2 separate regions of the Mus musculus genome follow, and region 2 is linked to region 1. A link is a contact called in public Hi-C data. All regions are on one chromosome and are shown on one strand. Each heading gives the region's core, a stretch centred on a gene start, on an enhancer-like site or on the middle of the called end of the contact. The rest is flanking DNA. Distances are from core to core; before and after follow the strand shown.

Evidence for each region. Hi-C and Micro-C count contacts between places; a contact is called where the count stands out from the background.
Region 2: a contact with region 1 is called in a Hi-C map of bone marrow-derived macrophages, with 25 read pairs. The contact joins two enhancer-like sites. A contact is called at or near these places in 20 of 484 Hi-C or Micro-C datasets (the BV-2 cell line, the C2C12 cell line, CD4 T cells and 14 more), 3 of 115 datasets of contacts at active chromatin or transcription factors (embryonic stem cells and large pre-B cells) and 2 of 9 other capture datasets (embryonic stem cells and liver).

Annotation. Positions count from the first base shown.
Region 1 is chr2:166,588,955-166,593,945 of GRCm38.p6, reverse strand. Prex1 (phosphatidylinositol-3,4,5-trisphosphate-dependent Rac exchange factor 1) reads left to right here. Exons shown (of 40, transcript NM_177782.3): 16 at 44-186; 17 at 1,058-1,150; 18 at 1,597-1,745; 19 at 3,427-3,512; 20 at 4,300-4,436; 21 at 4,887-4,991. Among named protein-coding and RNA genes, the nearest start is that of Gm29679, 27 kb to the right of the region's middle. Within about 2 kb of position 1,730, at least 18 of the 459 cell types and tissues checked have an H3K27ac peak or open chromatin away from gene starts, as enhancers often do. A contact at or near this core is called in bone marrow-derived macrophages, where this site is marked.
Region 2 is chr2:166,872,734-166,877,471 of GRCm38.p6, reverse strand. It overlaps Arfgef2 (ADP-ribosylation factor guanine nucleotide-exchange factor 2 (brefeldin A-inhibited)), which reads right to left. Exons shown (of 39, transcript NM_001085495.2): 29 at 3,766-3,896; 30 at 3,480-3,609; 31 at 844-979. Among named protein-coding and RNA genes, the nearest start is that of Cse1l, 31 kb to the left of the region's middle. Within about 2 kb of position 2,376, at least 72 of the 459 cell types and tissues checked have an H3K27ac peak or open chromatin away from gene starts, as enhancers often do. A contact at or near this core is called in bone marrow-derived macrophages, where this site is marked.

The DNA.
Region 1 (4,991 bases), core at 481-2,980:
AACCGCTGCCATCTGACCACGACTGTGTGTCTGCGGCTTGCAGTTCTGGAGAAGAGCGAATTCAAGGATGAGTCCCAGTACTTCCGCTTCCATGCTGATGAGGAGATGGAGGGGACCAGCAGCAAGAACAAACAGCTTCGCAATGACTTCAAGCTGGTGGAGAACATCCTGGCAAAGCGACTGCTGGTAGGAGGCTCACAGTAGGGCTGTTCTGCCTCTCTTCCCTGCCTCTCCTGTGGCCTGGGAGCTGGGCAGCTTCAGACAGTGGCCAGAGCAGGGCATGCAGCTCTGAGCATGAGTCTTGGGACAGAAAAGCCAAGTCACTGTGCTAGCCAGGACTATATTCCTCATGAAACGCTGGGGCTGCAGGAGTTCCTACCCTTTCATCTAGCCCACAGCCATTGCTTCACTGTGCCTCCTGAGTCACCTCCTCCAGCACTATAGATAGCTCTCAGGAGTTTGTGTCCTGCTCGCATCCAGGAGCCTTGAGTGTCTGCAGTTGGGACATTTACTAACCAGGTCAGCAAGGTTGGCATCCCAGCCCACCTAGCCTGACTTCTTAGGCTGGGCTTGTGGCGAGTTGTCCGGAAGAGGTCTGTCCATAGCCACTCTAACCTCTCTGGTCTGTGGTAATCCTGGGGACGGCAGTTCCCTCTGGTGCTCTAAAGCCCTCCAGTGTAACCCACCACACCTGGATAAGAGTCAGCGTCTGTCCTGAGCTCTTCCTGCCTCTCCAGCTTTGTCCCCTGGGTAACGCTTTCCTCACTGTCTGAGCCAGGCTAGTCTCTCTCCCTGGGGCTGCCTCTGGGCCTTCCCACCCCCTGTACCTGCTGCCTAGAGCTCTTTGCCCACCCGCTCTCTTCTTTTACTTTAGCCTGAGTACATTCCCAGTCACACTGTAGACTGTTTCCTTCAGTCAGCAGTAAAAGTGGGGCAGCTCAGGGGCCTTGTAGACTTGCCACACACACCCCCCGCCCCCGCAGGATCCTAGTTCTTGGGGAGAAGGGTGTTGTCGTCGCTCCCGTCTGGTTGCCATAAGTGCATCTTGGGCTTTCAGATCCCGCCACAGGAGGACGACTATGGCTTCGACCTTGAGGAGAAGAACAAGGCTGTGGTAGTGAAGTCTGTGCAGAGGGGCTCGCTGGCTGAGGTGAGACCCACCGGTGGCCACTCAGGTGGGGTGGTACCTGAGCTGGGGGTGACCCCGTGTCTCTGAGATGCAGGGTAGCTGGGAATGAGACTGCCTTCCTGGCACGTTCCACTAGCGCCACCTGCTGGGCTCTTGGAGACGTGCAGGGAAAGCAGATGGCTGGCTCCCTGCAGGGTTTCTTCTGTCTCCCAAACCCCAGTTTATGGCATCTCCTTCCACAGTCTTGTTCACATTCCCATGGTTACAAAGTGGCCACCACACTGACCTCTGTGCCGTCACAACACAGGCTGGCGCTGGCCATTTCTTCCCAAGGGAACTGCCACCCACCCTTGCCTCCTTGGGCTTTCATTTACAGCTCAGAGCCCAGCTTCCTGGTGCTTCTAGAACATTCCAGCTTCCTCGGTGAAGAGGGAGGAGGCCAGTGACACCTGTGCTTGTCCCTCCAGATGGCTGGCCTGCAGGCTGGGAGGAAGATTTACTCCATCAACGAGGACCTGGTGTTCCTGCGTCCCTTCTCTGAGGTGGAGACCATCCTCAACCAGTTCTTCTGCTCCCGCCGCCCGCTCCGCCTCCTGGTGGCCACCAAGGCCAAAGAGTGAGTGCGAGCCTCAGGCTGACTCAGCAGGTCTCCCTGGGCCTGGCCCTCCAGCATGGGGCTGCCACCTTTGTTAGTCTAATTTGATGTCCCAAGTGCATGACCAGCTCAGTTTTGGGAACACCGTCCCGTCAAGGTGGATACAGTTCCTACCTTCCATGGATTCTTGCGAAGTCAGGGGGCGGGGCCAGATATACACTGGGCAGGTGTGAGGCGTGTGCCGAGTTGGCAGTTATCAGCAGATACCTGAGATTAGAGAAGGAAGCCAGTGTATGCAGAGAGACAGTGGCCAGAGAGATGTCACTGGGGATGGAGCGATGGCTCTAGGAGACGACTTCTGGAGGACGAGGGTTCTAGAAAGATGAAGCACTCACTGCAAAGCCCCCGAGGTTGCACTGTTGGTGGCAGGTCGGAGGAGGCAGTGAGGGGGTAGAGCAGAGTTGGAGAGAGGAGACATGAGCAAGTCCCCATGGATGACCGCTGGAGAGGAAGGCTTCCCTGGGGCTGCAGGTGGAAGCAGGTGCCTTCTATGGCTGCCTGGCTTGCAGGGTCAGGGTGGGCCACATCTGGACAGAGGTGCGGTGGGCATACTTTTATTTTACTTATTATTTATTTATTTATGTATATGTACTCTGTCTGCATGTATACCTGCATGCCAGAAGAGGGCATTGGATCCCATTACAGATGGTTGTGAACTACTGTGTGGTTACTGGGAATTGAACGCAGGACCGCTGGAAGGGCAGTCAGTGCTCTTAACCACTGAGCCATCTCTCCAGCACAAATGTACTTATATTGGTTAATTATTTGGTTCCCTGCTTCCCAGGCACTTGAGGCAAATGTTGGCTGATCCTTTCACAGAGGTTGCCTAAGACCATTTGAAAACACAGATATTCACGTTAGGATCCCTAACAGTAGGAAAATTACAGTTAGGAAGTAGCTATGAAAATAATTTTATGGTTGGTGGGGTCACGAGAACATAAGGAACTGCATTTTTTTTTTTTTTTTTTTTTTTTTTTTGAGACAGTGTTTCTCTGTGTAGCCCTGGCTGTCCTGGAACTCACTTTGTAGACCAGGCTGGCCTCGAACTCAGAAATCCACCTGCCTCTCTCTGCCTCCCAAGTGCTGGGATTAAAGGCGTGCACCATCACGCCTGGCTTCATAAGGAACTGTATTAAAGGGCCCCCCAGCATTAGCAAGGTTGAGAACCGCTGGTTTAGACTCTGTTTCTGTAAGGACAGGAGATTCAAGGAAAAGGTGACAGGAAAGGCTTAGCTACTCGATGCCGGAGACGGAAGTCACCAGGGTTTAATCTTTGAGGACAGGCTCTCAGGGTGGCTCTGCTTGCCCGGTAGACATGGAAGGAGGGATCATGCTGTGTGCTGGGGACAGAAGCTGCCTAGCAGCTCAAAATGAATGATATCTGCCAATCCCTGCGGCTGGTACCTTCCCTTGGCACCCACAGCCCCCAAGCTGTGCCTCCCCTTGGTATCCGCCACTGTCTCAGCCCCTGTCTGCTTGGGTGACAGCCTTTGGTTCTTTGGGGACCTGGTTGACTGACCATGTTGATCATTGCTCCTCTCATGGCTGATTTCCAAGAAGCCCAGGGTGTTGGCGGGAAGGGACTCCTTGAGGACCCACACTCCTTTTTCTCATGGCCTGTCTCTGCCCCTGTGCCTGCCAGGACCATCAAAGTCCCTGACCACCCAGAGGCCCTGTCCTTCCAGATTCGAGGAACAGCCCCGCCGTGTGTCTTTGCTGTGGGCAGAGGTGAGCGGGAGTCTGGTGTGCAGAGCCTCTTGGGGCCACATCGTGGGCGTGGAGAGCCGCATGCCCAGTGCAAGCGACTATAGCTTCCCAGTGGCATCAAGGCCATGGTCCAGCTGTGTGAGACCTTGGCTAGAGCCTTAGGCAGTCCAGCTAGAACTGAGAAAGTGACTAACATCTACTGAGCACTTAGTAAGGACAGCCATTCCCCACGCCCAAGCTTCTAGAGTCTCTCCAGAGTCCTTTGAAGAGATGTGCTGTTTACCAACTTCACAGATGAGAATATTAAGGCCCAGAGAGGTGAAGTGTTGTGTTGTAGACGCAGGGCAGAGAGGTAGTTGGAGGCCCCTGAGACTGGGACCTGCATGGGCCAAGGTCCTCGAGGCCTGTGCATCTTAGGCTGGAGTCAGCTGGCCATTTGTTTTCATTTCTAGAGTTGTCCGTTAGCCTAGAGATGCTCACGACCCACTGCTTGGGACCTGTGGTAGGACTGGCAGGGATGGACCGTGCTAGGCAGCTATATTGTGTCCTGGATTTTCTGAGCCTTTGCCCTAAGGGTAGCTTTGGTCTCTCTCTGCGTCCTGGCTTCAGTCCGTCGCTGTGCGGGCATGCAGGGCTCCAAAAGATAGGGGTCTGAGATACCACATTGGGCCGGCTGCCTCTGCTGTATCAGCGGCAGCTCTCTGGTTGGCAGCTGAGAGGAGGCACGCTCTGGATGCAGCCATTGGCAGGGGCAGCTGGACCCTGGCTCCTCTGCCTGGCTCTGGCCTCAAGTGTTCCTGTTCCTCAGGCTCTGAGGCTGTGGCTGCCGGGCTCTGCGCGGGCCAATGCATCCTGAAAGTCAACGGCACCAGCGTGGCGAATGATGGCGCCCTGGAGGTTCTCGAGCACTTCCAGGCTTTCCGCAACCACAGGGAGGAGGCCCTGGTGAGCACTGAGCGGAAGGTGGGAGGCTGCCTGCCATCTTGGAGGCCCCTTAGACTGCTTAGGAGCACTGAGCTGAGCTGAGTGTGAAAGGCCCTTTTACAAACGGGAGTGTTGTGACTTCAGCAACGAGCCACATTAACCATAGAAATCACTTGCAGGGTTGGGTTCTGACAGCCCAAATTCTCCCCTGCTGACAGTGTGACAGACTCATGGCTACAGTCACTCTTCCATCTACACGCCTTCTCTTGACTTTGGAGATTCAGGAGAGATGAGGATATTACTTGTACCCCAGTGTTGTCAAAGCCCCGCTTCAGAGTTGGTGTTCCACCCCCAGCCAGTGGTCCCTCAGTTCCAGAGGGACATTTTGGAGATCTCTTCAGAGGTGGCCTCATGGGCAGGAATCAGGGGACCGCCTGCCTTGGCTCGTCCTCTGACAGTGGTTCTTCGCAGGGTCTTTACCAGTGGGTCTACCACAGCCACGAGGATGCCCAGCTGGCACGAGCCAGCCAGGGTGCCCCTGATGAGGACCCCCAGGAAGATGACCAGCCTGACTCA
Region 2 (4,738 bases), core at 1,127-3,626, 280 kb before region 1:
ACAGAGAAACCCTGTCTCAAAAAACCAAATAAATAAATAAATAAATAAATAAATTGTTTTTAAAAATAGTGTTTCTGATATAATCACTAACTACCTTTCCAGTTTTTGCTATCAAAGTACTACAGCTATTTGCTACTTCCTTTAAAATGTGGTCCTTTTCGCCAGAAGGGCGTGGTGGCAGACACCTCTGACCCCAGCGCCTGGGCTGCAGAGGCAGGCGGATCTCTGTGACTCTGAGGCCAGTCTGTCTAAACAGATCAAGTTCCAGCACAGCCAGGCTGCACAGAGAAGGAGGAAAGAAGGAGTCACTTTTCAAAAAGATCTTAACTGAATTTAACTTTGCCCTAGGCCAAAATGGATCCAGGTCTGAGGGATACATGGTTTTTATCTGGTATACACTAACATGAACACATAACCACTAAATAAGATGTCACTGATGTAGCTGGTGATAGTAACTCCAAAAGTACTTTAAAAAATAGTTTACTATAAAAAAATTACAAACACATAAAACTTGAAAGAAGGGAGTTGAGGGAATAGCTCATGGACACACGGATGTACACACGGATGGACAGACACAGGCTGGGAGGAAAGGAGGGAGGGAGAAACGGAGGGGAATTAAAAAAAAAACAAACTTTAAAGCACAAAAGTGCATCTCACCCTTTAAAACAAAAACAACAAAATCCACCTTTAAACTGTGCTTATAAATCAACCTGGGAAGGGACTGGTGGACTGAATTGTACACAGTGACCCTTGGCATTGCATTTATACTTTTATGACAGAAAATTAATTCCTCATAAAGACTGTGTACGAGGAAACACTGCCCCTCCCTCACTTAATGAATACCTTGTTTCACGCACCACTGCAGCTGCGCAAACACATCAGAGAGAAGCACTTCATGCAAAGCTTCGTAGAACTGGGTGAATACGTCACAAATAGCGTACAGTGCATGATTGCACGTGGTCGTCATCCACTCTGATTTCTGAAAGGAAAAAAAATGAATCTTCAAAACCAACATCTCTAGGGTAAGATGGCTGCTCTTGCAAGCCTGGCTGTCACTCACATAAGTATCGACATCTCAAACCTGACTGCTTCTGCTTGCTCAGAACTACTCTCTCCACCGTCAGATCCTACAGAAACAGTCAGGCGGGTGAGGAAATGTTTGCAGAAGAAAATGTCCACCCCTGTAACATTCAGACTCTGAAAACTGCATGGTGTGATAGGCTTCACTGTGGACTCACAAATATTAAACTGTCCCTTAAAATAATATGGGAAAATAAAGACAACTGCATACGGGCTAAAGAGATGGCTCAGCAGTCGAGGGCACTTGCTAGGCAATCACGAGAGCTGGAGTTCAGATTTCACAGCCTTGGAACAAGCTTACCGTCCCAGGCACCCATTGCCCCATGTGTGGGAAGGGCTGAGGGAATATGGCGCCGCTGGGGTTTGCCAAGAGGAGACAATGAGAGCCTCACATTCACCAGGAGAGCTTGACTCAAAGTAATAGTGGACTATGAAAGAGGCGGTCACCCAGCACCTTATCCTGCCCCCCCCCACACTCTTTCAAAAAATGACGGCATAAAAGTACCAGAGAAATATAAAAATGATTACACAATGACAGAAAAGAAAAGTGTCACGAATAGGGTTCTCAAAATAAAAGCCAGAAGGAAATGAAACTGAAGACCTGGTAACATAGCGTAAATAAAGACCAGCACAGGTGCTGGCCTACAGAGCCCCACCCCTGACCAAGAAGCCATCTGCAGCTGACAGTTGCCAGGAAAGGGAAATCCACTTTCCGCAATGGAGCGATACAGAGTGAGGAGTTACACTGTGTGTGTGTGTGTGTGTGTGTGTGTGTGTGTGTGTGTGTGTGTGTGTGTGTGTTTTTTAAGACAATGAGAAAGAACAAAGTTGGGTATGCGGGAAGAATGTGGGAACAGTTGGAGGAGGGGAAAACACAACCAAAATATACTGTGTGAGGAAAGTTTTAAGCTGGACGTTGGTGGTGCACATCTTTAATACCAGCATCTGGGAGGCAGAAGCAGGCGGATTTTTGAGAGTTTGAGGCTAGCCTGATCTATATATGGAGTCCAGAACAGCCAGAAAAAACTAAATAAAAAGAAAATAAAGATACCAATGAAAAAGTAAGACTACAAAGTGACCTTCGGGTCCACCCAGGCTGGAGGATGACACTGCCTCAAAAACAAAACACACAAGTGAAAAACCAACCAAACCCAGCCCCTCAACAAACAGAAGAGGAAGCAACTGGGAAAAGCTGATGACACAGGACAAAAAGCCAGGTCCAAAAAGCCAGGTCCCAATAGGAAGATGTGGTGATCAGTGGTGGCAGCCAGCCAGCCAGCCAGCAGAGCCTCTGCCCGTGCAGAGCACCGAGGTAAATGAAAGCAAAGGCTGGATAGTGTGGGGAAAGGGGAAGGCCCACAGTGCCCTGCAGACATGCAAGCCATGGTGTGTGGACATGAATGCAGAAGTTAGGCCTCCCGGATTCCTGTCCTCAATTACAAGGGAATTTAGGAACGCTCACTTCAGAGCGTCGCCCAGCGAGCATGAGGACTGAGTCCAATCCCCAGACCCCTAGAATCTGTGTAGAAAGCTATGCGGGGGCTGGGCATTGCAGAAACAAACCCTAGAGCTGGAGCACACGTGCGGACCACATGCTTCCTGCATGCTAGACAAGCATTTTTCTGAAATGAATATTTATCTATCTATTTATGATGAGGAAAAAATTACTCTAACATTAAAGAACAGGACAAATGTCTACACTAGGACTTCAACTGTATAAACTGTTTAAGTAGGAAAAGACAACATAGTGGTAGCCTCAGTTTCTATGTGATAGAGGTGTGAACTCTGTGTATCCGGAATATTTCATCTAGTGCATGTTATTTTTATGCTGGTATGAGGGGGAAATGATGTTCCTGAAATAATACATTAATAAAGGGCCAGTCAGGTAGTGATGGCACACACTCGTAATTTCAGCACTCAGGAGGCAGAGGCAGGTGGATAGCTATGACTGTGAGGCCAGCCTGGTTTACAAACTAAGTTCTAGGTCAGCCAGGGCTACACAAATAAACTCTGTCATAAAAAGACAAAAAAGAAAAAGAAAAGAAGACAGCTGTGCTTGTCTTGTCTGTGCATCTCTGCCATTGCTCTCGATCCTGCAAGACCAGGTCAGAGCGTGGCACACACAAGAAGAGCAGCCATGAGCCTGCAGAGCTGGCAGGCAGTGTCCAGGTCCAGGAGGGCAAACCATGAGGAACTTCCTCTCCCTTTTCCCAGAAAGGGATCTCCCAGAACTAGCTGACACTGGTCTAAGATGGTCAGTGCTTCTGTCCACTTGTAGAAGCATCTTAAATAGTTGTTAAGTTGTTAAACCCCTGTTATCTGGCAAGACAACCCCAAGGAGGAGGCCGGCCATGGGCCCATTACATCTACTCACAGGCCACACTGTAGACATCACCCACCTCTGACTGTTGCTCAGGGAGTTTCATGTTGTCAAAAATTCGAAACACGATTCTGAACAGGTCCTGCCACCAGTGCTTTGCAAAGGTGTGGCCATAGCTCTTCATAATCTCAAACATGACCGTGAGTCCCCTGGGGGAAAAATAAAGGAGAGCAGGGAGAAGGTGAGGAAGAAATGGCCAAACTGAGATGGAGGCAAGGGTCAGGGAGGGGAGGTGTGAACCTGGGGTGGGGTAAGAAGCGACTCATTTTAACATTGATGTCCAGCTGCCTTGGGGATCCAGTTACCTTGTGCGTACATCTAACTTGCATCTGTTAATGATGCAGGAGAGTTCAAACAGGATGGGAAACCAGCCTCTGACCCAGACCCTGTCACCAGGAGCCACATTCATATCATCACTTGTGTACTCTTGCAGCACCTGAAATGAAAATCATGTCTCAGATGTAGTGTAAGCAAGCAGGAGGGGTCAGAAAAGCAGCCACACAAAGACTGAGGCTCTAGACAATCTTTTCCCAAACTCTCTTCCGAAGTCTAGAAGGGGAAATCCCAGAGACCGAGGGAGACATTCCCCTGCCCACTGAAGGTGTCATTCCCATGAGCCTACAGACCAGAGGGAGGCAGCTCACAAGAGCACTGGGGCAGAGAGTGAATGTTACATTAAGAAACATGCTAAGGGGCTGGAGAGATGGCTCAGCTGTTAAGAGCACTGACTGCTCTTCCAGAGGCCCTGAGTTCAATTCCCAGCAACCACATGGTGGCTCACAACCATCTGTAATGGGATCCGATGCCCTCTTCTGGGGTGTCTGAAGACAGCTACAGTGTACTCATATACATAAAATAAATTAGTAAGTAAATCTTAAAAAGAAAAAGGAAAGATGCTAATGATCAACGGCTGCTAAGTACCCAGAATTCCTTGTGTTTCCAGAAATCACTGCGACATAGTACTCAATAGCAGCTACTACTAGTTACAAAGAGCTTGCTATGTGCCCATTTTACTGACAAGCTGCCTGGCTCACAGGCACTGACACCTAAGTGGTTGTCCATTATGTAGCCCGGCTGGGAGGATTTCCACAGCCTGGTGCAAACCTCCACATCAACTAGGATGTCTGTGTTCCCATCATTTCAATGCTTTGGAACCAACCCTTAATTGTTCCCAGGTCTTACCCGGAAAGATGAGACATATAAGAAAAACCCAGGGCTGGTGAGATGGCTCAGTGGGTAAGAGCACCTGACTGCTCCTCCAAAAGGTCCGGAGTTCAA